7 separate regions of the Mus musculus genome follow, and all the other regions are linked to region 2. Evidence: chromatin contacts called from public Hi-C and targeted proximity ligation data. All regions are on one chromosome and are shown on one strand. The core of a region is the stretch at or near the end of the contact, and the rest is flanking DNA. Distances in the headings are between cores, read along the strand shown. Region 1 holds the start of Kank1 (KN motif and ankyrin repeat domains 1). Region 2 holds the start of Fxn (frataxin). Region 3 holds the start of Cbwd1 (COBW domain containing 1). Region 4 holds the start of Mamdc2 (MAM domain containing 2). Region 5 holds the start of Dock8 (dedicator of cytokinesis 8). Region 6 overlaps Pgm5 (phosphoglucomutase 5). Region 7 overlaps Gm34012 (a long non-coding RNA gene).

The links. Hi-C and Micro-C count contacts between places; a contact is called where the count stands out from the background.
Region 1: a contact with region 2 is called in a targeted proximity ligation map of pancreatic cancer cells.
Region 3: a Hi-C map of B cells shows a contact between it and region 2, with 9 read pairs. A contact is called at or near these places in 3 of 39 promoter capture datasets (erythroid cells, hippocampal neurons and pre-B cells), 1 of 484 Hi-C or Micro-C datasets (B cells) and 4 of 130 datasets of targeted methods (bone marrow-derived macrophages, large pre-B cells and pancreatic cancer cells).
Region 4: a contact with region 2 is called in a targeted proximity ligation map of bone marrow-derived macrophages, with 5 times the contacts expected there. A contact is called at or near these places in 2 of 130 datasets of targeted methods (bone marrow-derived macrophages and forebrain).
Region 5: a targeted proximity ligation map of acute myeloid leukemia shows a contact between it and region 2, with 2.6 times the contacts expected there. A contact is called at or near these places in 1 of 484 Hi-C or Micro-C datasets (erythroblasts) and 4 of 130 datasets of targeted methods (acute myeloid leukemia, bone marrow-derived macrophages, large pre-B cells and 1 more).
Region 6: a contact with region 2 is called in a Hi-C map of the G1E-ER4 cell line, with 2.2 times the contacts expected there. A contact is called at or near these places in 2 of 484 Hi-C or Micro-C datasets (the G1E-ER4 cell line and embryonic stem cells), 2 of 130 datasets of targeted methods (bone marrow-derived macrophages and embryonic stem cells) and 1 of 9 other capture datasets (liver).
Region 7: a contact with region 2 is called in a targeted proximity ligation map of extraembryonic endoderm stem cells, with 8 times the contacts expected there. A contact is called at or near these places in 2 of 484 Hi-C or Micro-C datasets (cerebral cortex and cortical neurons) and 3 of 130 datasets of targeted methods (astrocytes, bone marrow-derived macrophages and extraembryonic endoderm stem cells).

Annotation. Positions count from the first base shown.
Region 1 is chr19:25,235,249-25,239,355 of GRCm38.p6, forward strand. Kank1 (KN motif and ankyrin repeat domains 1) reads left to right here and starts at 1,727. Exons shown (of 14, transcript NM_181404.6): 1 at 1,727-2,069.
Region 2 is chr19:24,279,108-24,283,013 of GRCm38.p6, forward strand. It overlaps Fxn (frataxin), which reads right to left and starts at 1,483. Exons shown (of 5, transcript NM_008044.3): 1 at 1,300-1,483. The coding sequence starts at 1,458.
Region 3 is chr19:24,959,312-24,963,012 of GRCm38.p6, forward strand. It overlaps Cbwd1 (COBW domain containing 1), which reads right to left and starts at 2,305. Exons shown (of 15, transcript NM_146097.3): 1 at 2,073-2,305. The coding sequence starts at 2,220.
Region 4 is chr19:23,445,982-23,449,826 of GRCm38.p6, forward strand. Mamdc2 (MAM domain containing 2) reads right to left here and starts at 2,341. Exons shown (of 14, transcript NM_174857.3): 1 at 2,044-2,341; 2 at 1,599-1,712. The coding sequence starts at 2,077.
Region 5 is chr19:24,997,657-25,001,513 of GRCm38.p6, forward strand. It overlaps Dock8 (dedicator of cytokinesis 8), which reads left to right and starts at 1,873. Exons shown (of 48, transcript NM_028785.3): 1 at 1,873-2,047. The coding sequence starts at 1,995.
Region 6 is chr19:24,793,052-24,797,010 of GRCm38.p6, forward strand. All of the region lies in intron 6 of Pgm5 (phosphoglucomutase 5), which reads right to left. Among named protein-coding and RNA genes, the nearest start is that of Gm52405, 64 kb to the right of the region's middle.
Region 7 is chr19:23,518,079-23,522,122 of GRCm38.p6, forward strand. All of the region lies in intron 1 of Gm34012 (a long non-coding RNA gene), which reads left to right. Among named protein-coding and RNA genes, the nearest start is that of Gm34012, 23 kb to the left of the region's middle.

The sequences.
Region 1 (4,107 bases), core at 477-2,976, 960 kb after region 2:
GAAGTCAAGACTTGGAATTCTGGAGGGGTAGGCATTACAAACTATTTTTTTTGCATGTGTATGTATGTATGTTCATGTGTAGGCACACTAGTGTGTGCAGATGAACATATATACTCATGTGAGCATGTAGAAGCCAGAACTTGAAGTCAGATGTCTTCCTGGACGGCTTCCCACCTTATTTACTAAGGCAGCCAGTCTTCCTGAACTTACAGCCCACTGACTGAGCAGTCTAGCTAGCCAGGTGAGGACATTTGAAAAACAGGAATCCCATGGTTCCGATCCTCTCCCTGTAAGCACGTTTCTCAGGAATTATCCTGTATGAGTGGTGTCTCCCACACCATCTACTGAATCCAAGGACCCTCTTAACCCATGTAGAAACTGAGGTTCCCAGGAGGAGACCTTTTGCTCTGTTACCCATTGCCTTTTGCTTGTTCTAACAGTCTGGTCTAGGAGAAGGGGTGCTGTGTGTGTGTGTGTGTGTGTGTGTGTGTGTGTGTGTGTGTGTGTGTGTGTGGTGGAGTGGGCACGAAACAATCGAGACGATCAGAACCTTCAAATCTGTCTTTATGGTTGTTTTAGCAATACCCATTTTTCATATAGCTCAGCCTGGCCTGGAACTTGCTATTTAGCAAAGGATCCTCCTCGCTCCAGATTTTTTCTTCTTCTTCTTCTTCTTCTTCTTCTTCTTCTTCTTCTTCTTCTTCTTCTTCTTCTTCTTCTTCTTCTTCTTCTTCTTCTTCTTCTTCTTCCTCCTCCTCCTCCTCCTCCTCCTCTTCCTCCTCCTCTTCTCCCCACCCCCTTTCTTCTCTTTTTGGTTTTCTGTGTAGCCCTGGCTGTCTGGAACTCACTCTGTAAACCAGGCTGGCCTGGAACTCAGAGATCCGCCTGCCTCTGCCTCTCAAGTGCTGGGACCAAAGGCATGCAGCATCACTGCCCGGCTTCCAGGCTTCTGTTATGTTCCCCAGCAGTTATGTTGTTTTTGATCACTGGACTCTCTGTCTTTGGCCATCTTCTTGAAAGAGGACTTGTGCCTCAGTTCCCAACTCATCTCTTGTGGATCTACTGCCCTTTCTTCTGATGAAGCTTTTAGGGACAAGTGACTTCTTTCTTGTGCTCCACACCCTGTAGCCAGGCCTTGTCAGTTTGGACTCCAGACTCCTCACTCTGCTAGGAGTGCTGGAAGGAATGAATCTAGGTCCCTGCGGCTTGCTAGTTGGCTGGAACTTTCCATCGGCTCCAGAGCGGACTTGAAACCTCGAGTCTCCTACTCCATTCAGGTTCCCAAGCCAACGTCTTAACGGCGCCCGGTAACAGGCGCTATTAGGGTGCTACTCTGCTCCTGGCGCGCCCAGCTCCCAAGGTCGAAAACTTGCTCGCACCGAACCCCCTCCAGGGCGAATGGGAGGGTCGCTCGGGCGGGTAGGAACCAGTGGTGTGGAGGTGCGCCTAGGAGAGTCGCGGCGGCGCGCAGGCGCACTGGGCTCTCCACGGCCGGCTCTCGGGTACAAAGAGCGCGCGGTGCCTTGCGGACTTCTCGGTTAGAGCTGCAGCCGGTTTGTGTCCCTGCACTCGGTGGCTCCCGGCAGCCGCAAGTTACTCTTGCACGGCCACTGCAGGATTCTGCTCCGCGATCTAGTGTAACTGGGGTTTGAGTCTGGCGCTGCCCGAGGCCCCGCCCAGCGCTTCTCGGTCCCTCCCCGCGAGCCGCCCGCCCTGTGCCAGCTCCAGATTCGCGGCGCTGGAGGTGAGTAGTGGCAACGCTGCGCTCCTGTCCCCTGCAGGGACGATCTGGGGCGCCTGAACTCCGACTCTACCCTGAGCCAACAGGGTGCCCAGCCTCACACTCTTGGCGCGTGCTGGAGCGCACGGCGACACTGGCCCTGAGATTGCCCTGGGAAGGTCCGTGGGGTTGCCTTGGCTAGCAGTCGCCTGGGATCACCGCTGGCGCTCGAGGGGGCGGCGCCTCCCGACCTGGAGTGGGGCGCGCTGGTCCTTTGATACTAAGCCGTCCTTTCGGAGCCGGAGTGCAGTGCAGTGCAGTGCAGCGCCCTTTTCCGAGGCGTCCCAGGGTAAGATTGGTGTACCCTCTGGCAGTAGGAAGCGGCGATTAGTGCTCCTTTATCCCGGTCCCGGAGCGGCAGGTGGCCCTAGCTGGTGTTGCAGGGTCTGGGCGTGGGGGAGGGGTGGGTGCGGCCTTTAGGGGCCGCCCTAAGCTCCGGGACCTGCTTGAGTTCCTGAGGACCTGCAGTGTCAGGTCCAGCAGGACGGGTGGCAGCGTCCCGGGGCACACTTGGTCGCGCAGGTACGTGGGAAACCCCGCGCTCGGGAGCCGCGGAGCTGGTGAGTCTCATCCCCCCTCACCAGGTCCCTTTGCAACTTTCAAAGGCAACTTTTCGCGGGCGGTCCGGCCTGAGCTGACTCCGCGCGGCTGACCCGGCGCAGGCCTCGTTGTTCGCGTTGGCAATGTTCTGTGGCGTCCCCCAGCGCTTGTTTTCTGCACTTCTCTCCCGAGGTGCCTCTCCGTTCGTCTAATTAAAGTATGGAATCAGACCGAGAGCCCAAGACTAATCAGGAATGCCAATCCCCCGGATCAGTGACCTTGGTTGTCACCTGGGCTACTTGGGAACCAAAGCCTCCTTGCGTTAATTGCGAGTTTGTTAGAGTTGGCTTTTATGCGGTACTTAGTTATCTTGTTTCTCATTTCGTGCATCGCTCTCCAGTAAGTTGTTGGGCTCTTCAATGTTTAATCTATTTAAGTTTTATTTTAAAAGTTGGATGTAATACACATCAATATACTTTAAAATTCATGAGTCATTGGCTTTTCATATAATAATAAAATTATGCCATCAACAACGCTCCCACCTCTCCACAAAAACCATCTCCGGGACCGAGCGGCTGCTGTTTCTGTCTCTTCCCTCGGGTAAGAGGGATAGATAGATAGTGAGAAGACACGTAATCAACCTTCGGTTGTTTTACAGCTAAATTTTGGGAAAGTGCTGAGCAGGGCGGCTGCGGGAAAGTGTGTCAGTTGATTGGGGAGATTAAAAAGGGTGAGGATGGAGGAGTGTCTGTCTGCCCGTGCAGACATTCACTTAGCTGGGAATTCATTTAGCTTCCACGGGGGCCTTTGGTGATCTTTCTGAGCGAGGGTTGCCTCCTCCACAGGTCGTGCTAGTTGACTGAGTTACTATGGCAAAAGTGAGTTCTGGAGATGGGTGTGGGTTGGGGGTTGGGAGGAGGGGGTGGAATTGGGGGGAGCGACAGGAGACAAGGAAAGACTACAGAAATCAGAGCTTGCAAGTGCACAAAGGAGAGAGATTAAAGGGGGGGGGGAAAGACCCTTCAAGTTTAAAAGCAAGGATTGTTTTTAGTACTGGGGTTCCAACTCAGTCCTGCTAAATAAGTATTTTACCATTGGGCTCCACTCCCAGTGCCTAAAAGTACTTTTTAAAAAAATGTTGGGGAGTGGGGGGGAGGGTATGGGGGGCTTTTGGGATAGCATTGGAAATGTAAATGAGGAAAATACCTAATAAAAATATATATAAAAAAAAAGTCTAAAAAAAAATGTTGCCCAAACTGGCTACAAAGAAACTACAGGCATTGCTACATCAAAAACTAGGTTGATGATCTTATGTGTACTGGAGCTCAGGAGACATCTTTCTTGTTTGTTTGTTTGTTTGTTTGGTTTTGGTTTTTCGAGACAGGGTTTCTCTGTATAGCCCTGGCTGTCCTGGAACTAGGAGACATTTTTTACAAGGGAGGATGGAAGAGGAAGGGTCTAGATGGGGAGAAAGCCAAGGTTTGGGGAGACAATTCCTTTTAACGGCTGTGTAGTATTCCATTGTGAGACTGTACCACACTTAATTCATTTTAGGATGGGACTTTGAGTCCATGTATGTGCATACATGTCTATTGGGAATAGGAGCAAAGTTTAGGAGTTCTGAGCTAGTGTTTAGATTAGATGATACTGTCAAATAGATTTCCAAAGTAGTTTTTTCTTTTCTTCTTCTTCTTCTTCTTCTTCTTCTTCTTCTTCTTCTTCTTCTTCTTCTTCTTCTTTCCTTTTCTTTTCTTTTCTTTTTTTTTTTTTTAAGATTATACTGATAT
Region 2 (3,906 bases), core at 233-2,732:
GCATCAGGGTAGACAACTGGGGACCGTAAACGATATTGAGCCACTGAGAACAGACTCTGAGCATAAAGATGGACCGACTGTATTTGCATTGTACAGGCGAGGAAACGGAGATGCCAAAGACAAAGTTGCTCAGGCTCTCAGAGATGCAGAAATCCAAAGTGCACAGCTGCAACTGGAGCCCAGCTGTCAGGCGCCAGGCAAGGGAAGAACAGGGCAGTAAACATCCAAGAAAGTGTTTGAGGAAGCATGGGTTACAGGTTCGGCCCTTCAAACCCTAGCCGTCTCTCTCTCTGACCAGTCCACTTTTGTTTGTTTTGTTTTTAAACTTTCTTTTTCAGTGTTATAGAAAGAACCCAAGAACTCTTGAACGCTAAGTGACCATGTCACTGCTGAGCTACAAAGCTAGCCCTATTTTTATTATTGTTTTTTATTTTAATGACAGGACCTCAAGAATCCTAAGCTGGGTTTAAACCTGTAGACATTATTATCCCACAGCCTACTCCACCTTTGTCCATAGCTCTCCCCTTCCTAGAATGCTCCCCAGACCCGTTCTTTGGCATCTATCACGGCCCTCTCCGGAAAGCCTTCCTTCACCCTACTGCTGTCTTTTCAAGCCACGGAGTAACAGATTCTGTTCTTTGCATCTACTAAGAACCGAGACTTATCTGAAGTGCTAAGGCCTTTGCGAATACAGTTTAATTCTCCCGCCAAAATCGCAAAATGGGTGTTACCCTTTAATCTCCTCGGAACAGAAAGCCAAGCCCTGCCCCCAGACAGTTAGGGTCTCCCCAAGGTCACAGGGCTCTCCAGCGCCGCGCAGTCAGAACGTGGAACCAAGATCCCCTCATTTTCCAAAAGCTGGACTCTAGGGCTCTGCTGCTACACCTGTGATCCCAGCAGAGAGGAGGCAGGAGGATCACAGGATTGAAGCCACTTTGGGGTACTCAGCCAATCCTAGGCTAGCCAGGGATACAGAGTGAGGCAAACAAGCAACAAAAAGCCCTGCTCAGAGCAACTCCACAACCCCATTAGTCTCACGCCCTGAAAAAGGCAACTTCGGAGTGCACACAATAATAAACACGCCCTGCTGCACACGCTATACATCCTGTGTTAATTACGGAAACTCGTCTTTTCCCATCCCCACCGCCAAGGTCCGAAGCCCGCGCAAACACCGCGCGCGCCCTGCACCCAAACGCGCGCGCAACCAGAGCGACTCGGCGCGTGCGCGCTGCGCGTCCCCGGCATAGGGGCGGGCGCGGCCTGCGCTCCGGTGTGCGGCCCGGCGAAGCGCGTACTCACGGCGTGGCGGGTGGCGCCGGCGTTGACTGTGACATGTAGGCCTCGGCGGCCGCAGGTTACGATCGGTTCCCTCCAGCGCGGGTTCCCGACCCAGGCGGAGGCCCGGGACGCCGTCCGGGGCAGCAAGCCCACGGCTGCGCGACCTCCGAACGCCCACATGCTACTCCAGCTCCGCGGCCGCTCCGCCCCGCGCGAGGACTCGGTGGTGCCACCTGGTGGCCGTGCCCCCCCCCCGCCCCCCCCCGCCCCCCCCCCCCCCCGAGCGCCGCGGCTGGGCTCCTGCGCGCAGGTCCAGCACTACAGCCCTGTGCAGACCTTTAACCAGAACCCAGAACCTGCTCTGCGCCAAACTCGCAACGTATCCCTTGGGCAGCACTAGTGTGTAAACACTGACCCCTGCAAGTTTATTCGCTGACAACAATTTTACAGAGTGGTAGTGGGTGATTCTGAAGATACGCTGGTGATCAAAATAGCTTTGCTTAAAAAACAAAACAAAACTAGTTCTAACAGCTAGCTTCAACTGCCCGATCATCTCAAATTCCGCATCTCTTAGGCAATAGAAGTACCAGGCAGCATGAATGGAGGAGGGGCTTCCGTAGCCCCAGGCTCAGCCGAGGAACTATTGGTTGCTGATGGCTATAGGATGAGGGAGGGTGAGTTTTCTTCTGGGATATGGCCTCTGATTGGCTGTCCTAGCTCCATGGGGATGGTCCTACACTGTATACACTGTTAGGGCTAAGTGGAGTCGGTTTAAAAAAAAAAAAATTCAGAGCGGTGGTAGTGTACACCTTTAATCCCAGCACCCGAGAGGCAGAGTCAGGTATATGGAGTTCGAGGCCAGCTTGAGCTACATAGTGAGTTTCAGAACAGCCGGAGCTACATAGTGAGACCTAGTCAAAATAAATAAGTAAATAAACAAATAAACACATAAATAAATAAAAATTTAAAAAGGAACATAAAATTGGGAGGAGGGGTGGGGTGGTTCGGTAGGAGTTGGGAGTGGCAGGTGAGTTTGATCGAAAACACATTGTATACATGTATGGGATTCTGAAACAACAGTAGGAATAAGGAAGTGCCCGGCTGAAGTACCCGAATGCTTCTTGGATGAGGAGTAGTCAGGACTGGTGATTGGTTCTCCTCATAGCTGTTTTTTTTTTTTTCCCCCCCAGCAGCCCCAACAGGTTCCTCACACTCCTGGTAGTTCTCCTGGCTTTTATGTCAGTGTGAGAAGGAGTCTGTGCATTGTCTCGGGTTGCCATTATGACACTGGAGAACTCTGAGCTTCAAGAGTTAAGAGACAGTGTCAGAGGAGTCTTTTGCCTCCAGGGTCTCAAGAAGGATTGAATGACAGCAGCGGTCAGCAGCAAAGCGTTTAAGAACATCCTCCATGTACCACCTGACTTGGGATACTATTGCTTCTGATTTCCCACAAAAAGCCACAAAGGAAAGGGGAAGTTTGTAGTGACTGCTAATGCAACCCTCCCCCTCTCTCTTTCTCTCTCTCCTTCCTTCCTCTCCTTCTCCCTCTCTGACCTGTAGCTAATTTTCAGATATGGAATTGGAAGCCCTGACATATTAAGTGACTCCCCCCTGATTGAAGGGGAGTTAGAACCCTGGCTTCCTGATTTCTGGTCCGAGGGCTCTTACACCCTCTGTCTTAGAAAAGGAGTTTTTCTTAGTTTCAATATCACAGCTCTAACTGGCTCTCTGGGATCATGTGCCCATCCATGGAAGCCAATAGTCTGCAAAACAGTGAGGGCTACGCTACCGGTCAGCATCATGGTCCATTCTGTGCTGCTGTAATGTACTGCCTGAGGCTGGTTAGATTATAAAGAACAGAAATGGATCCTCTGGAGAGGAAGAGAAGAATGCTGTTCCTCACACAACAGAAAGGCCTCCAACAAGCCCTGTGTATAGCAAGGGTTGAGCCCTCATGACCCAGACCCATCCAAAGGCAACATCTTCCAATACTGGTGTGTGTGTGTGTGTGTGTGTGTGTGTGTGTGTGTGTGTGTGTTAAGGGTCTCAAGAAGAATTCATGGAGTTGACAAAAGCATTCAAACCACAGAAGCCAGTACCAGGGAGGGGCACGTTCTGGTGAAGAGGCATGGAAAGTTCCAGTGATAGCTATTCCGGTCGGAAGTGATGTTGCACATATTCCCAAAACAATGACTTCCACGATGGGGGACTGTAAGCCTGTTCATTTACTTATAGATCAGAGAAGTTCAAGGTGTTCCTCCCTAACATCTGCCAAGGACATAGCGCTGTTTACTGAGGAGCTGGGAACAGCTCCTTGTGTCCCAGGAGACTGGTAGCACTCAGTATCCAAACTCTGGCATGCCTCTGATACACTGCTGTGAGCTTAACATAGAATTGACTCATGCCAGGTGGTGGTGGCGGCGCATGCCTTTAATCCCAGCACTCAGGAGGCAGAGGTAGGCAGATCTCTGTGAGTTCGAGGTCAGCCTGGTCTACAGATCGAGTTCCAGAACAGTCAGAATTACACAGAGAACCCCTGTCTCAGAAAACCAAAAACTAAACTAAACCTAAAAAAATAAAAAAATAGAAAATAAAAAACCCCAAAACCCCTACTGATTAATAAAGTGT
Region 3 (3,701 bases), core at 1,055-3,554, 680 kb after region 2:
AAGAAAAAGACATTGCAGTATAATTCACATTCATTCAAAAGTATCTAGCATGCACCCAATTGAAGTTTCTGCCTCCATGGACCTTAAAAATGTTAAGTAGGGGAAGATGGTGGAGGAGCTAGAAACAAATTAGAAAGTTATTTTGTTGCAGGTTGATCATTTAATAGGAGACATACAAAATGCTATGGAAAACTTAAAAGGGCGAGCTAGGTGGAGTAGTTACAGGAAGAAGTATTCCAAGCAGTACCTATAAGATAGCGGTTCTCAACCTTTGTGTCCTGACCCCTTTGGTGGGGTCAAATGATTTTCAGGAGTCACTTAAGACTATCCTACAAATCAGATATTTATATTATAATTTGTAACATTAGCAAAATTAGTTATGAAGTAGCAACAAAAATAATTTATGGTGTGTGTGTGTGTGGGGGGGGGGTGTTAACCAGAACATGAGGGACTATATTAAAGAGTTACAGCATTAGGAAGGCTGAAACCACTTAAGAAGTAAATTCAATATGTTGGGCCATCTGACAGGCTAGAGGGTTAGGAAGGAACCAGATCATAGAAGTCCTTGAATTCCTGCTAAGGAACTTAAGTTTTCACCCAAGTAGAACCCACTAAAGGATGTGACAATCAAGCAACACTTTGGTGAAAGGTAGGGCTAGCACCAAGATATATTAAGGAGCAGGGAGACTCAGGACTACCAGAGTTAGGAGGAAATATTGTTAGTGTTGCAGATGGTTGGGAATCTCAGGAGCAGGATTTGAGAAATTATTAGTGTCCAGAGTGTTGGACATGTTAAGTATGGAAATGCCTGTAAGACATTAAACTAAAAACTATACAGAAGTGAATCTGAAGGATGGAAGCCAGAGAAATAGGTTGAAAAACAACGAAAATGTGGAGGCTAGTGGAACAGTGTTCCCGGTATATCAAAATTTAAAAAAAGACACAGGAGGCCAGCTGTCCCCTAGGTTCAGTCAGGAACAAGGAGGTTGGTGGAGTTAGTCCTGATCTCAGAGCTTCAGGCCATTACCTGTATTGTCCCTTTCATCTATCAGTAAGCCAAATGCAGAAAGGCCAAGGGCCAACTCTGAAGTATGTTCTTTGGACCAGGAAATTTGCTCTGATTCTATAGAATAGCATCTGAATCCAAAACGTTATTCCTTTATAAAAATGAAGCCCAAGTAAAATCTAGAATATCCTTGGTCTGACTCTAGAAGGGGAAAAACAAACAAACAAACAAACAAACAAACAAAACCTGGTGGTGTGGAGACAACAGTGATTTCTTTGTTGTATCTAAAGGGTGCACCGAGATTCAACTTGTCTGTTGCAACACACAGGAATGAGAGTACCACTTGATTCATATTTTTTCCACAATTTTTATTTGTCCACATTTTCAGCCACTTACTTGTTGTTGCTGTTAACTGTAATGCTTTAAAAGGATATCTAGACATTTCCAACAAAAAATAAGCACGTGGACTGATCTTCAGAAAACTGCACCGTGTTTCACAAATCTGTGTTTTCCAAGGACCACACCCCCGAGGTGCACCCTCAAGACCCCCAGCTTAGGAAAGTTCCCAAAACAAAGGTCTTACTCTAAATCAATCTCTTAACAGTGCTTTCCAAGCGGACCTCAAAAGGGGAGGGCACAGTTTAGGACTTGTCACTAATGGCTGGAAGAGTTTGGTTCCTGTGAAATGGAATCCACTAAGCAAGGTGTCAGGCAATCTACAGTCGGCATCTTTGTTTTCTTTTTCTTTCTTTTTTTTTTTTTTTCCTTGACCAGGGCATCCTTTAATAACAATAGACCATTTGGCTTTGTTTTGCTTTGGTTTTTTGTTTTTCTGTTTTTTAATGAGAAAACTCAGATGACTTTATTATTTCTACTCTAAACTGAGGGGAGATGAGCTTCACAAATGAAAGACAACTTAATCAAGAGACCATAACATTAGGTGAGTCTGAGTTTCAAAACTACCTTTGAAAATGCTAGAAGAGAGGCCCCAGCCCCTACCTCGAAGATTCGTCCTCGGCCAGGAGGCCCGGGTGCCTGAGGAGACACGGCAGCCCCCCTTAATTACCTAAGTACCCGGTGACAATTGTGACTGGAATCTTAGTGATGAAGTCAAGATTTTCCTCTTCTTGGTTCTTGGTCTCAATGGGGACCAATTCAGGACAATCCTCCGCGTACTCTTCTTCCGCCTCCACAGTTTTCACAGCAGGTAACATGCCGCCAGCAGGACACCAGTGACTCCAGAACTAAAGAGCTGCCGCCAGTCGCGTTTCCGCGACAGGATTCAGTCGGCGCGGGGCTGATGATGTCACCACAACGCGTCGCGGAGCAGGCCTCTGAGGAACCAGCCCGCCCTCCAGCTACGCCACTATTCAAACTAGACACGCCTTCCCGGGGGAGGCACGCCCCTACGCAGAGATAGATACACCCCCACGCACAGTGGACACGCCCCTTATAGAGAGGGACACACCCCCCGGGTGTGAAGCACGCTCTAGGGGCGTGCCCTCTGCCCGTGGGCCAAACTGCACTTTGCTGTTAGGACGCTAGGAGCTCCCTTGCCTCGAAGCTGTAGTGGGCTCCAGCTGTTAGCCACTGTCTGTTGCTTGGGCTGAGGCAACACCTATTAGGCTTGGGCAGCTTCACCACAGGACAGACATTTTTCAAGTTGCCATTTTTTTTTTATTCTCATGAAGTCCATCTCTTTCATTCACAAGGAAAAGAGTAATTGTGAAGTCATGCTATATATTATAATTATTCTACAATGATAATTATGTATTATAGCTATCTCATCTTTTACAATGTAATAGTTTTATTTATTTTTCTTTCTCCTTTACTTGGACATAAGGTAAACTCAGATCAATAATTGTATTTATTGGTTCATAATATTCTCATTAGTCTCTGGACTCCTTTGTGTGTGTTTATAGTGGATTCCTTGATAGTACCCTAACCCAAAAACATTAAATTGCATCTCTTCTACCCCAGCCTAGAATACTAACTATAATCATGAATCTTCTTGGGAATACTGAACATTCCTTTATGTGTTTGTTATGGTTTGTCCTTATACACACGCACATAAATAACATTGACCATTGTTTGTTTTTCAATTTCATAAAAAAGAGTACCATTCAATGTATACTCTCTTGGGGTTTGCTGGATTTCCAGCTTCACTACTGAATTTCCTGTCAATTGTTTTCAGGTGTTGCTGTTTTGTTTCATTTTGAGACAGTCATACATTTTCCCAACAATGTAAGAGATCATATTGGTGTAATGTCAATATTAGCAGACATGAATTTTTTTCCCAATTAAATACAAAATAGTACCTCAATGTGATCATCAGTTGTATTTCTTTGGATTTGAACAAAACTGAGCATCTTTTTATGTGTTTTGACCATGTTTAATTTCAGGCTTTAAGAGGGGCTAGCAAGCATTGCTCTGTGGGCATCAGATCCCATTACAGATGGCTGTGAACGACCATATGGTTGCTGGGAATTGAACTCAGGACCTCTAGAAGAGCAGTCAGTGCTCTTAAATGCTGAGCTCTCTCTCCAGCCCCTCAAAATGAGGTTTTAATAAGTTATATACATTGGGTGTTCAATGTACTCTAAACACCCATCAACTGATAGACAAACAAAATGCCACATATCCAGACTGGAAAAATTAATTGGTGAAAAACAGGTACAAAGTACTGGCTACCTGC
Region 4 (3,845 bases), core at 1,091-3,590, 830 kb before region 2:
TAATGACTTAGGTATGGGTATAGGTGGTGTGTGTGTGTGTGTGTGTGTGTGTGTGTGTGTGTGTGTGTGTGTCTATACTGTGGTAGTCTAGGATTCTCAAAGTGTGGTTCCCAGATCAGTAGAAACAGCAGCAGTCCCAGTATCTTGGAACGTGAGAAATTCTCAGGCCCCAGTCCAGACCACTGAATCAGACTCTCAAGAAGGGATAGGAAACTGCTGGAACATGCCTGCCAGGTCATCCTGAGACCTTCTCAAACCAGAAGGCATTTGAGAAGCCTTATAAACTGAGAATAATGCTTTCAAAGTCACTGCCATAGCATAGGTAGAGTCATCATTCAAAATGTTTCAAACCCAATCAGAACAGGGAATATAACGAAGGGGGTGACAAGCTTAAACTCTTCTCTTGAAACCACCAGCAAGACAGGGACCCCTTAAACATCTTTCTCACATAAACCTAAATAAACCACACTTAAGACCTGGCAAGTGTTGGAGACAAGAGATGACTATTGACTTAGTATCTTCTGTGTCCCCCACCCCACCCCGCCCCCAGCTGTGGTTCAGTATTGGCCACTCAGTCAACCATGTGACTAGTTGAAGGCTCAGATTCTCATATGAATGCTATTATCAGCCACCTGTGCGGGTCAGGGAAGCTCACACAGGCAAGGCTCCCAAAGTCACATGGGCAGGAAGGACTGTGGTCACAGCTCTCCGTCCTAAGCAAGCGTCCAGTTCCAGGGAGCCAGGCTGGATGACTTGAACTCCAAGGTTGCCTGAGCTGGGAGAATGCTCAGCGGCCTTCCTTTATACAGCAGCATGTCTTCTAAGGGAGTCTACTCTAAGTCCAAATAAATGGTCCAAAGTAACACGTTTCAAAATGATGGTGATAAGAGCGAAGAAAGGAAAGGAGAGGGACACCAGTGCTTGTTACTGGAATGTTTGTTTTTTTTTTTACTGTAACAATGAAGGGTAAGAAAACACATCACAGACTCCTTTTCACTTAAACGTTGTCACCGGAACCCCAGCGGTGCAGAGTAATGTGACTGATCAATTGGCCCTAGCCCAGTGGCTTCAGGGACTCCGTGGTGGAGTTAACTCTTTTGTCCAGTGCTGAATTAGATACAATGGGAAAGGATGAATCACAGGTAAAACTGCTGTGGGTGGACCAAAGTGGGAGAGCTTAGCACAGAGGACGCTCACAACCGTGTGGAAAATTTCTGCAAAGCTTCCTGTGAGCTAGTCCGTTTGACAATCTCAGCTCGGGCAAGTAGCCACTGAGACTAGCAAGGCTATCAGCCTGCAGGGGGCACACGGCTAGGGGCAACAATCATTAGCAGAATCCCCTTTGTCCCTTTCAATAGGGTGTGCTGGGGGTAGGAGCGCATGCTCAGAGCCAGGTACACAGCTGTTCCCCTCCGCCCCCTTTCCCGTGGTTTCCCTGGCCACTCTTTGCTGCAGGAGAGTTGGAAGGAGGTTTCATGACTCACACACTTTTCCTCCCAAAGGGAAGTAACTCCAAGATATCTTTACTTCCGGGGGGTTGGGAGGAACAAGACGTGAAGAAAGTTCACCTCGAGCATCTTTCTACGAAGTCCCCTTACCTTCCTCATTTAGTATCCAAGGCAGAAACGCAAACACGGAGTCAAAGCCACACGTGTCTTCTTCAAAGGCGCAGGAGCCAGCGGGCAGGTCTAGGGCATTGGCAAGCTGCAAGGCTGCGGGCACAAAGGGACTTTCAGTTTGGGTTTCTGCCTGGTAGTATTGCACTAGCCCTGGGGACTACCTGGTGAAGTTCGGGGAGTCTTGTGGGAAGGAAAGAGAGAAGGATGTCTGACCTCCCTCAACACTCCTGGGACCCTCCTCTGCGCAACTCCATACCCACCCCCATCCCGTGCTTGACCAGGGAGAGCCGGGAGCTTAGTGGCTGAGAATTGTCCAGAAGAGCTGTTGGATGGCGGAGCGGACACCAGAACCCCACCCTGACAGCCCAAGAGGGAGCGAGTTTCCAGGACGCCCTCCCCGGGGGGGTCTCCTGTTGGTTCTTACCTTGCACTACCAGCAGGACCCCTTCTAGTAGCATAGTTGAACTTCAGGCAGGAGGACCCGCGAGGGCTGCTGGCTCACTGTGGCCCGCTGCTCCTAGGGAAGGGAGGGTGCTAGGCAAGGAGCTGGGGGACCTGCTGGGGGATGCCACAGGCTGCTCAAATTCGAAGAGTCTGAGGAGCAGAGCGCGCTGCGCAAGGCTGTAGCGTCCGGCCACTCGTAGCCCGGTTGGGCCCCGGGCGACTGCCGGACTGGACAGGGAGGAGACAACTGCACACTTGAGAAGGGCCAGCCACCACTTGGGGGAGAGGAGAGGTCAGCAAGTGGTGCCTTCGTCCAGAATTTTAAAGCTGGGGACCAGACCTCTTGCATACACTTAGAAGGGGCAGTCCCTCTGCTGGGTTGAGACCAGAGACTCCTGCCCCGCCCATCCACGGTGGGAAACAGCTTATTTCAGGGGACAGCTTTCCCTGCATGTAGCTTGTAACTATCTCTCTCTCTCTCTCTCTCTCTCTCTCTCTCTCTCGTGTGTGTGTGTGTGTGTGTGTGTGTGTGTGTGTGTGTCCCTAATTTTAACCACCTTTCTTTAGAATGGAAAGGAATGGAATTCTCTTAGGGCTTTCTAGAGGAAATTTTGGATATGGTGGGCGTGGGATAAATTTTAATTCTCAGAGCGTTCGACCCAGTGTTGCTAACCCTGGAATAGTACCCCCCCACACACACACACACACTCCTTTTGGGCAGAAGAATGTCTGGCATGCTTGATGTTCAGCGTTCCCTGGTCCAGTGAAATGGGGGGGGGGGGCAGTCCTCTTCTGCAAACAGCCATTCTAATGGAAGGTTGGGGAGAGGGTCATTTCCCTGATATCAAATAGTTAAAAGTATATTAGTTTTTTTCTGCTTCTTAATCCCCTTTGTATGCTTGTGCAGGCATTTCTGTGTCTAGAGTAGGCTTATTTTTAATCCCCTAAAGAGGCCCATGTTTGAGTCCCTCATCCAGTATTTCTGTGGTGGGACTCCTGATTCTGTACATTTCTAATCAGTTTCCAGCTGAGGTTGGCCCGGACCCACTTTCTGAGGACCGCTGGTCTAAAACACTCCTGTTCAGCTGTCAAAGCTCTGCTCACTGTCTTCAGTTTGACCTCTCAAGCTTGTTTTTCCTACCTTCCACAGCAGCTGTCTTGTTGGGCCTGGATGCCCTTTCTCCCTGGCCCTTGACACTGGATTGACTGAAGCTCGTCCTTAATCTCTTGCTGCCTTTTCTGACCACTCCCTGGGCGCTTTACCTCGTCCCTCACATTTAGACATCACCGCATATATCAGAGGCTGATGACTGATGATGCTGGGGAAGCACAGTAGCTGCTGGCTTCTGTCTCACTATCACCTGACCATTATCCGAGTGGATGCTTGCAAGTTGTCTTGGACTTAACAGGTCTCAAGGAGAATGGTTCACAATGTCAAACTTCCTCTTTTCCACCTTAGTTAACAGCGTTGTTTTCCAATTGCTGATGACAGAAAAACTTGAGAATTTAGAGTCAGGCCCGAAAGCTCTCCTCTTCCCAAGACAATGCCAAATCTTGCCTGTTCCGGACTGACATCACACCAGGTACCCACCTGCTCCATGTTCATATTCAGGCCCTGATTGGTCGCTGCTGGCATGTTTACTGCCCTGGGATACCACAGTGGCCTCATCATCCTGCTCTTTTCCCTTCTTAAGCCTTGCCTACCACACTGCCTTCTAACTAGAGTTGTAAGGGCTTCCCCTCAATACAAAAATAGCCTTTTCCCAAGAAGCCACAAGTTCC
Region 5 (3,857 bases), core at 623-3,122, 720 kb after region 2:
ATATAGTATAATGTGAGGCAAGGTGTGAGGTGCCATGATATACTCCTGACCGGCTCAAAAAAGTTTCCCTAATGGAAATATCTGAGCCATTTAAGATAACCTCATTACATTTTACTTGGGTTTATGTGGAACCAAGTATATTTTTGATTTGTATGAAAGTGCATGCCATGAACATTTAGAAACCCAAGACAAGCCCACCTGTACGTGGACTAAAGGCTCTGGTAAAAATGTTTCAATGGGTTACTTATTGTTCACAGAATGAAGATACACACACACACACAATTATTCTTTTAATATTTTTCTATCCAAGTATTTCCCCATAAATCCCATTGTAGTAAATATCTTTAGGAGACCTTTGGAAGTTAGAAACAACAGATATATATTTTTAAGCCTTCTAGAAAATTGACCCTGGGAATGAATCCAGGCCCTTGAGAATGTTAGGCCTTGCAGTTGCTTTGTAGCACAGGCAGACCTTGAATTTGTGATCCTCTTTCTTGCCTCAGCTTTCTGAGTAGTGGAGATTACAGGTTTGGATTACAAGGAATAGTTGGCCTCGTTTATTAAAGTCGTGTTTTCTGTCGGTCTGTACTTAGAGTCTCTGTATTGTTATGTTGTACACATTGTCTTTTATGTTTAAAGGCATTGGTATGAGGGAGGGGGAGAGTTACCTAACCAGCTCTGAAGGTTTGCTCAACTACCTACCCAGAAGCAGAGGAAGAAGGCTGCCAAGAATAAATAGCATATGGTCGGCCAGTATTTTAGTATTAGGTTACAAATTAAGTTGTAGTGGACCAGTGTTGTTCAGTAAGAACTCAATGTGCCAGCAAATGTGAGCTAAGGAAGTAATTTTTACATCTTCTTAATGGGAGCCACATTTTAATACAGGGAAAAACAAACAGGTGAAATTATCTTTAATAATATGTTTCTTAACTTAACAGCTTCCAAAGGATTGTTTTTAACATGCAATCAATACAAAAATTAAGACATTTTGCCTTATTTTTTTTCTGTACTGTCTTGGAAACCCAGTGTGTATTTATTTTCCAACCCATCTCACTTTAGACTAACCAAAAATTCAAGTGGCCAACGGCCACATGTGGCTTGTGGCTTCCATATCTAGACTCTGCAGCTTTGAGCCAAAAATATAGCCCTTTCGTGTTTCCGAAGGCAAGTTGACAAGTGGAAACACACGGAGTTCATACAACACAACTTGGACCAAATATATTACTTGAAATAGGCACAGTCTTTTCCACGCTCATCCTTTGGGGATTATTTTTATTTTTATTTCTCCAGATTTCTCCTTTGTGGTCTGGTCAGGTTTCTCCATGTAAAACAGAACTCTGTTGAGATACCGGTCAATCTCAATGCTGTGTATTCCCTCAGGTTCTAAAATGAAAAGTCATATAGCTCCTAATATTTACTCGTGGGATGCAGCCATTATAATAAAGTGTCCCATGAATGACAGTGCGCCTTCGGCTGGGAAAAAGTCGACTGATGTCCTAAGAGGCTGCCTTAAAAAGAAATGTTCCCAGGAATGGCGTCAATCCACCGGGTGGCCCCTCCAGACCCCGCTGGCTGCTTCTGGATCCAGCGCTCACTGCCCCAGTCGCCCTCCGGCTCCGGCCGCCGGCGTTTCCGGCCAGCTCTCGCGGTCCGCGCTCCGCAGCCACCGTGCCCGTCGGTCCCGGGTCAGCGGCGGGGGAAACGCGCGCCTGCGGCCGGCGACTCTGAGTATCCGGAGCGCGGCTCGGCGCGGCGTCCACGCCCTCGCCAAGCGCTCGGTGCGTGCCAGGCCGGGCGGCGCCGCGGGCGGCGGAGGGAGCAGAGCCCTCCCCCCGGGAGCTGCGCGGCCAAGGTGGAAATGCGGAAGTTTCCGCGGCGCGGCTGACAGATGAGGCTGGCGCCGGGCGCGCCGGGCTCTGCAGCGGCTGTGCGTTCGGGTCCCGTCCCCCCGCAGCCCCGCGAGCCCCGAAGCCGTGGAACCGCGCGCGCGCGCCATGGCCACGCTGCCGAGCGCCGAGCGCCGCGCCTTCGCGCTCAAGATCAACAGGTAAGACGGCGCGGTTCCTGGCCAGTCCGCGGCGGGGCGCGCCGGTCCCCGTGGCGACTCATTCTCGTCCTCTTGTCACCCGCGCTGCTGTCCGGACCAGCGTCTTGCGCCACCTCCCCAACCCGGCGTGGCTCCCGCCGCCCTCGCTGTTCTGAGACAGGTGGCCCGACCCGGAGCGCGGGGTCGCGCGCCCGAACTTGGCTTAACAAATTGCGCCTTCCTTCCAGTCGGGAGACAGCGGAAAGAAGCTAAGTGGCTGAAAATCAGCCCTGCTTTGAAGCAGATCGGTCCGTGGTCCAGGGTTAGGGCTCTTTCAACCCCCTCTTTCCAAAAAACATCTTGGCTTTGGATGGCAGCGCTATTTTTATACCTTGGTCCAAAAGGAGCCAACCATGAAGTGGAAAAAATGATTTTAAAAAAATTCCTCCTTTAAATAAGCGAAAGGGAATGAGCTGTAGCTGACGTTTAAAGATTTCTAGCACTCTAGAAAAGTGAAGAACACAGGGATTTCCAATTTATAAACAGAGCTGCACACGCCACATCTCTGTGAGTTGACTACTCATAAAGTTCTCGGTAGACTCAAGCGGCGGCGTTTCCTCCACTGAAAACTGCTGACAAGTATTCAAGGGGGCATTTTTGCCTTGACCTGGGAAATCTAGACTGCCTGGCTAAAAGATAATGTGGAAGGGCAGCGCTCTGGAGGACTTCCAGGGTTGGTGTTTTTTTCTTGTTCTTGTTTGTTTGTTTTTGCATGTGGGACGCTGGCCCACAGTAATTCATCTTTGGGCTGCTAGTGAGTGAAGCTGGAGTCACTAGGAATCACCATCCTTGAATAGTGAGCGGTAAGGACCACAGAGGGCCAGTGGAGTTTCCCTGTGCAGTTGTGAGCAAGACCTTTCACTTCCTTCACTATTTCATCTGTCCAATTAGTTTAATTATTAATGTGGACTGTATACAAATGCTAAAGGGTAACTATATCATAATTCAGTCTTCCTATCGGAGCCTTTCCCCTCATCAGGCTGTCCTGGCTGCAGTGGGGCCGTAGGGGCATAGGAAGTTTTGATGGCTGTCATCATTGCCTTCCCCGCTTCTCCTCTCTTTGTCCCTGTCATGAGAAAGAAAAAAAGCCAGGAAACAAGGAACAAGGGCAGGAAGCTGTTAGGGATTCAGGAGGGGTGAGACTGATCTGAAGTGACTGTCTGGGACCTAATGCAAGCCTGGAGACGCTCTTGCAAGGAGCTTCGGGGTTGGTATAACCCAAGGGTGGAGGATTAAAGTCCTTAGCCAGAAGTGGTGGACTTACCCATCATCCCAGCCCTCAGGAGGCTGAGACAAGACAATCACAAGCTGGATGCCAGTCTAGGCTGCATACAGAGACCTTGCAACAAGGAAACAAAACAGAAGCAACCACCCAAGCAAAACAGTGTTAGGAAAACCAAGAGCCAGGCTACATTCAAATTTCCTTACAAAGTTTTGCTGCAAACTAAGTATATCCCATTGGGCATACACATTTTATATTTTTCTCATGTTTGGTCTCCTCCCTCCTCCCCTTCTTTCTGTCTCTCCAAGGTCTCTCACTTTGTTTCACAAACTGGCCTTGAACTCCGAGCACTTGACCTGCTTCAACTTTCTGATTGCCAGGGTTGCAACTGTGTACCGGCTTTTGTGTCAGTGGGAATAACTAGTATCCGAACCCTAGTTTTTCCCTCTTCTGACTGTTAGGAGGACTGAGTAGAGTAGAGACAGCGTGCTTATGATGCCTGGCTCAGAATGAATGTTAAATAGCTGCTAGCTGACACATCAGTACCGC
Region 6 (3,959 bases), core at 345-2,844, 510 kb after region 2:
CTGGTCCTGCCAGGTTGCTCACAGTATTATTTTACCCTCAGACTTTAATTTCCCAGAACCTCCTCCTGCCCTCCAGCTCGGACACCCAAAACAAGAACTGGGGGCAGGCTACTAGGATAGTTTGGGCAAGCAGTCAGGAGTCCTGGGAAAAAGAGAAAGACCCGACTACAGTGATGTCTCAGTCAGCTGTTAGTAAGACCTATGCTGGCCCAGCCAGGCACCAAGGAGGTGCTTCTTCAGGTGATGTGGAGCTACGGACCTGGCTGTCTCAGAGGACAGACCAGCCAAGGACAGGAAGCCATCCTGCCAAGCAGCAAGCCAAACAAGGCAAGAAGAGTAGAGGACCGCCCTTAGAAATCAGGGCCTGGGTCTTCACTACTGAACACATCTTTCCATCCTTTCCGGTGTAGGAGAAGCAACCAGCGGTAGATTTTAATTTCCCAGGTGCTTCTCTCTCACACCTTCAACATTGCAAAGATGGCAGCTAAAAGGTCTGAGCTAAAAAATAAACCCACTTGTCTGCAAAGCTGAACAGCACAAGACAGTGGGGTCCTTAGTCCAAGGGTGACTTTGCTTAAGCCAAAACAGAGAGGGAAATGTCAGAAAGTGTAGAAGGAACGTTCCCAGCCAGTCCCTTCCTCCTGCATATGAAAATGTGTGACGACCTGCCCAGGGAAATGGGCCCAACCGAGCAGTGCATGATAAGACTGAAAAGGGCGTTAGGTTTGCCCTCGAAAACAACTGGCTTTTGTCAGGACTGAAACAGAGCAAAAGAGAGAGACCAAAGGCAGAGAGTTAAGTTCCCTGCTCCCTGGAGGCATTCGGGAGGACTTTGGCAGTGATATGTCTCATGTGAAGTGAAACCAAGCTGAGAGAAGATACTATCAGAGGCTCCTATACCACAGACGGTACAACTAAAGCCAACTGAGAAGCCAGTAGCAGGGCAGACAGTCCAACTGAAGCAGAACTAAGAGCTCTTCCCTGGCTCTCCCTACATTCTGGTATATACCATCAAATTCCGGGACCTCTGGGTTGCAGCATAGAAGGGTGATCTTCCATGACAACCGGGGAGAAAGACTATGCACAGCCTTAGTCAGGACCCATTACAGGGCAAGTATTGATCCCAAGTGTTTGCAAGTTTCCTGGCAAGACTAGGTGTGTAATGAACCAATTCCCAGCACTAAATTTGCATCTCGGGTCCATTTTGAAGCTAGAAAGGCCTATTCTGTGTCCTAGATATTGATCTGATGGGGGAGGGGGTAAGAGAACAGTATTGCATGAAGTGGCTCATTCAGGGCCACAGATCAAGGCTTCCTACTAAGAGAGACGCAAGTCCCAGGAAGCCCAGAGCCAGTGTTTTCCCTGGCTCCTTCGACCTTCTTTTGGGGGTGGGCTGAAGGGCTTCTCTGCTAGATTAGCCAAGTATAACCCACTATCAATGAAGGGGCCTCCAGACCCAGTCCCAGCAAGTCTCTGGGTGCTTTGACAAGAAAACCCACTTCATAAGAATTTCTGCTGACTGAGATAAGAAGCCGTGCCTGGTGACAGGCTGCGAGTGACAGGCACTGTCTGGCTAGAAGGAGATAGTTATAACAGGCGAAGAGCTGAGCAAAGGCTGGAGACTCATGGGACCTGGGCTAGCCAATCTTCACACCTCCATCTGTCTTTCATCCCGGCTTTCTTGTCAACCTGCTGAACCCCATTAGAGAAGAAAAAAAAATCAGTCAGCATTCTAGGCTGAAGGGAAATCCCACTTTTAAGATAAAATTGCCCTCGTGGCAGATGTGTATCTTGTTGACTTTCTTAAATCTCTTTCCATAAAAGAGTTCCATAGCAGCTAATCTCATAAAATAATAAAGTTATACATGACCATCAAAGGTAGAAATGCCCCTTTGGGATTACCTATTCAAAGAGGTCCAAGATAACTCCCCAGAGCCGAGCACTTTCTAAGTTAACTATTGTAACTGTGGGATGTTTCAATGTTTTCGTTGCCTGCTTTACAGAAGCCAAGCTTGGGTCAATATGCAGGGTGAGATTTGGCATGGTTTAAAACATCTCAAGAGTCAATGAGAAAAAAGGAACCTTTTTTTGAGTTCTCTGGGGAGAGACTTGAATCCTGCAGAGGTTCAACTACACATAGCTTATTCTGCTGGTAAGAAAACCAGTGAGAAGACAGATAAACAGATAAAGGGGGGAAAAAACTAATATAAGTTAGGATCTCAGGCCAGTTTTTTTCAGGGGTGGCAAGAACTTAATCCCACGAGGGCCCTTTGGGAGCTAGAGGAAATGCCCATCTTGAGATTCCCTCATGAGGGGCAAGGGAGTTGGGCTGTTTATACAGCAGCTCTCATCATATGCTGGTATAGATGCCATCTCCCTATGTGCTGGTATAGATGCCATCTCCCTATGTGCTGGTATAGATACCATCAGAACCACACGTGACTTCTTAGATAGACTTCTTTGGCTAAAAGGACCTCACCCAAAGTTTACTTTTCTCCCACTGATCCAGTTTCTTGTAGATGGCACAAAGTCATGCATAACACTTATGGGGGAGCCTCTCTATTTCTCAATTTTCCTGGGCATGGCTAATTTAGCTCAGGTCTGCAGCAAATGCACTATACCTCATAGGACTTGGGCATCATTCAATACACACCAGCCATGCTGCCTTTAATGGTACCATTAAAATAGCAACAACAATATTGGTTTCTTCTACACTCATTTCTAAGTCCTAGAAAATGGAATTTTCTGAAAGAGGATAAATTTAATTCAACAAAAATGTATGTATATGACATATGCACATTGAGACATAAATACCATGTCTAGAAATTATTCAAATCAATACATATTATTAAGGCACAGTACATTACATTAAAATACCTTCTGCTATAACACACTTATGATCAAGAATTGAAGGAATAGGGTTAGGGAAATGGCTTAGTCAATAAAAACATTTACCCAGTTGGGATTCCGAAGAGTCAAAAAACCAAGGTGCTGGAGCATCTGTAATACCAGCATGCCTACAGTGAGATAGGAGGCAGAGGCAAGAAAATCTCTCAGAAGTTTGCAAGCCACATAGTCTAGAGTCTACAGCACAATGGCAGAAACAAGAGAGACCCTGCCTTACACAAGACAGAAGACATAACCTCCTGAAAGCTATCTTCTGATCTACTTATAGCTGCACTCCTATACACATTATTACATAACACACATGTGCAAGGAGGCACACATGCACACAAGAGCACATACATGTACACACACCAAAAAATTAAAGTCTAAGTGCATAACAACAATGCTATGAGGTAAAAATAAAGAAAATTTTATGTAATGATGAATTAGGGCTCTGTCTAACCCAAGTTGATCCCTGTCCTGACCATAGTTCCCTGTTCATTCCCAAGCCCACCAGTTCAGCTGTCCCACCTCCTGAGACCCTCCCAGGCTTCAGGGGGTGTTTGGAGTCCCCTGCTTAGGTCAAGTGTCCCCAGGTCCAAATCTTAATCTCTTAGTTCACTTGCAAACTTAGGCTCTGTTGGATGCTTTCCTCGCAAACGTAGGCTTCAGGGTCTCCCAGGATGCTGCCTCTCAGAACAAGCCTCCTCCATCCCCTCCTACCCTCCTATGGGCACAGGGCCCAGCCTTGTGGAAAGCAGATTAAGGAAGACACCAACCTCTGGCCTCCATGCACACGTATATGCACACATAAGCACAAGCAAAATACACAGACATATATAATACACACAGGAGCAATACTACTTTTTCAAGTAATGAAAACTAAGATAAAAAGAAACATTATTAGTTAATTCCAGATAACCGATTATTGTTTCAGTTATTATTATTGTCTGTGTGTTTATGTGTACCTGATATATATGTGTGGGTCTCTCCCTCTCTCTGTCTGTCTCTGTCTCTGTCTCTCTCTCTCTCTCTCTCTCTCTCTCTGTGTGTGTGTGTGTGTGTGTGTGTGT
Region 7 (4,044 bases), core at 1,488-3,987, 760 kb before region 2:
AGACTAGTGGACATTTGCAAACAAAGAAGTGTGGACAAAGGGGCAGACTGTGGGACACACTGGGATATGCTATGGTTTCTAGGACAAGATTGTTTTAAAGATTCTATCTTATTTTTCTCTCTTTTGTGGGGTAGTTACAAGGGCAGAGGGCAGATACTAAGGGATGGGGATATGAGTGGAAATGGGGTGCATGATGGGAAATTCACAAAGAACTAATAGTAAGTTAAAAAATGTTCAAACAGAACAAATCTCTGCTGTCAAGAAGACAAGGGTCACACTTCAGGTGAAATATAAGAAATACTCTCTATTTCTTCAGATCCTCTCACATTGCATTCTGCTTGTGTTTTGAGAAAAACTTGATACTTCCTCCAGCAGCAGTGGATCTAGGCAGTTTCTAATATTGCCACCCAATGAAGTTATAATTTGACCATGTTCTTCCTGAATTCCATTCATCATCAAATAAAATCTCCATATATTTTTTTTTCTGAAATAAGAATCGCTGGCATTCCAGGTCTCCGTACATTGTCTATGCTGTAGTTCACAAATTTTAAGCCTTGTGCCGGCACTGACTGTCACTCCCTCCTGTCACGCTTCTAGCATCTGCTCACTTTTTCTAATCTAGGAAGATCCTTTTTAGTATGAATTCTTTTCAGTTATGGTTTTAACAACTGTTTTATCTACAAAATGTAGCAAGGAAATTCTTTACAGAGCCTCCCATGTAATAACGATGTTCTTCACAGAGCTGCCCATGCAGTAAGGATGCTCTTTGCAGAGCTGCCCATGTTCTTTGCAGAGCTGGCCATGTAGTAACAATGTACCTTACAGCATCATGCACATTACTAATGAAGGGTGGCTGAGAAGACTGGCCTGCCTTTTGCTTTTGTTTTTCCTAAATGGCTCTGTTCCAGTAGACAACACACTCTGGTACATCTGTTCAGTCAACTATAAATCTCCCTAAATCTTTCATGACTTGGTCTACATTTGTTTCTCTTATATGCAAATTACTATCCTTAGGGATTTTATCCAAACCTTCTTTGAGTGTTTGTTTGTTTGTTTGATACAGATGTGTCCTTGAAAAATAAACCTAATAACTTTAAAACCAGAATCACCCTATTTGAAGAGAATGCGTTCCTTTATAAGCTTGCTTTTGGTATTAACATTCTTTTCTAGTATTTTCAGGCAACTTCTATAATAAGCAAATTCAAACTTTTATCAATGACAAGTGTCATACTTGTGCATCCTGTACCACCTGATAATACTGGGATGTGCTCACTGCCACTCTTCTGTGCCATTCCTCTTACAGTGGTTTTCTAGCTCGGAAACACCAGGCTTGTATTAGTTTGCTGTTGCTGCTGAAACATATTTCCATGGAGTTTCTGGCTTCAAACAGCACAGATTTGTTATAGTACAGCATTGAAATAATAAAAAAAAAAAAACAAAAACAACAACAGTTTCACTGAGTTAAAACGAAGGTGTTGGCAGGACTGGTTCCTCCTGGAGCCTCTGATAGGACAATCCCTGCCCTTGCCTTTCCCAGCTTCTAAATGCTGTTCACATTCCCTGGCTGGTTATCGCCGCCATCAGAGGCATCACTCCAACCTTTGTTTCTTTCCCCACATCCTCTTTTGCTTCTTTGACCCTCCAACCTTCTTCTCATAAGAACATTGGTTATTACAATGGACCCATTTAGGTAGTTGGATCTTCCCATCACAAGAGCTTTAGTTAACCACATCTGTAAAGTCCTACTCACGATGAGAGGTCACATAGTCACAGGTTTCAGGGATCATGATGTAGCTCTCTTTGAAAGAGGCCATTCACATCCCATGGTAGTTGCTTAATTATCTGGGGATGCCATTTATTTGTCTTTGTTACAGAAATGAATCCGGATGGGCTAATGTTTTTCCTGGGGTATTTTTTTCTTTTGGAATAGTTTTCTCTGCAATGCTAGCCTTTCCACATTGGAAAGCCTTTTTCTAAAGGGAGTGGGCAGGGGACAAGTGAAGCAACAAATGGATAACTCCACATTCCCCTGTCTGATTTAAAACTGCCTGGTCCAGTGGCCATTTCCCACTTTGCCCATCTATACACCCACACCCATGCATGTGAGTGCTTGCGCGCATGCACACACACATACACATACACACACACACACCACACCACACACATACATACAGACATACACAAATCACACACACACACACACACACAAATACACATACACGCATACACATAAACACACACACACACACACACAAAGGTAGAGATGAAAGAGTCTCTTAGTTTTTAATATTTTTCCAGTCTCAATCAACTTGCTCCCTGCTGGCTTTTCTGTATGATTTATTGGTACAAATCTGTGCTTCTGGTCTCATGCTCAGCCTTGACTGTGCACTTTTCCTTCAAAATTCTGTTTCTGTTCTTTCTATTCCTCTCTTTGGGTGGTTGTAAGGGACACTCCCTGCATCCCCGTCATTAGAATAAGCCATGATTACAAAGTAAGCATCCTTTTATTGTAAGCTACGCGTTCTTCGTAAGTGATGGTCCCTTTTAGAAACACACTACAAACTCATTTTACTGATTTCAGATTAAAAGAAGAAAAGCCAATGGGTGTGTCTAAACATGCCCATTTGTTCCTCTTCCCTGCCATTACAAATTCCGAGATGATTCAGTCACTTCCTCCTACGGTCACCATACCTTCTGGGACACCAACTGGCTTTCCCTTTTGGTTAGAAATGAGCGGAGGCTCTGTGCAATTTGTCCTCTAATCAGTCCTTCCACTTTTAGCAACAGGAACCTCCCAACAGATGTCTGGAGAGTTGAAGTCATGACATCACCTCATCACTGTTACAGGGGAAAGGAGTCTTTACCGCTGACCACCTCTCTGTGATCGTGTGTCTCTGGCCACAAGCTTCCACACAGTTCTGGACTCTTCCACATGGTTCTTGTTTCTAGATAATACTCCGACTTAAGTAGGAATGCTTAGGCTGAGAAAAGTTAGACTACTTTTCTAGCTTATCTAGCTAGAGATAAGCTTAGGTGTGCCTGCAAGTGGACCTGAAACAATTTGCTGCTCTTGGAAATACATCAGTAAAGGGCAGACCTCTGATGCCATTTCAGAGAGCTACATGCTTTTAGAAACGACTCCTGCCCGTAGGCATAAGGCGTGCCACCTGGCCTGTGGCTTTGCTTTCACCGCTTAGCCACCTCAACTAGATTAGAGGTGAGCACGTGACCTCAGCGAGATCAGCAGAGTGACCTCAGGACTTCCATGGGGGATGCTGGGATGACATTTTCCTATGCTGTCGAGGTGGACAGGGAGCACACAGGTCAGGGCTTACAGCCATTTTGAGACTCCAAGAAGAGCTCATTTGAGAAGGTGCCATCTCGTAGAAAGGGAATGAGAAGAACTCAGGTTTTTAGGGCATTGTTGACAGCTAGAAGGTCAAGTCTTCCGATTTTTAGTCTCTTGTCTTAAAACTTATTTTTCTAATTTCCATTTGAATGTATATATAAAACACATATATATAATATATTATATGTGTATATGTATATATGTAATATATATTGTACATACACATGCATATATGTATACATGTATATTTATATATATGACATGATTTTTTTGCTATAGGTGAGAAGGTTAGTGTGTAAGGAAAAAGACTGGAGAGGACAGAGGATGAGCTCTGAGCTTTGGCCATCAGAAGGCATTTTCATCGTGCCCTGTCTTGCTTCTGTGCATACAGTAGAAAGGAAAATGAGCAGATTTTTTTCACTGTATGTCAGACAGTCATGGTGGTACATGTCTGTTACCTCAGCAGTCAAGGAGAGACCAAAGGTATGAGGATGGAGATCTGCCTGAGCTACATAGCAAGATCCTGTCTCAAAACAACCAACGAAAATGTTGTATCTCCAAGAACAACTCCTGCTGCTGTAACCTCAGTCTGAGTCACAAGTGTGTCATGCCAAGGAGTTAGACAGTATGGGGACATTTAGTCAGAATTGGTAGTATGCAGAGTTCCATTTCCCTGCCGTCCCAACTGCTCATAA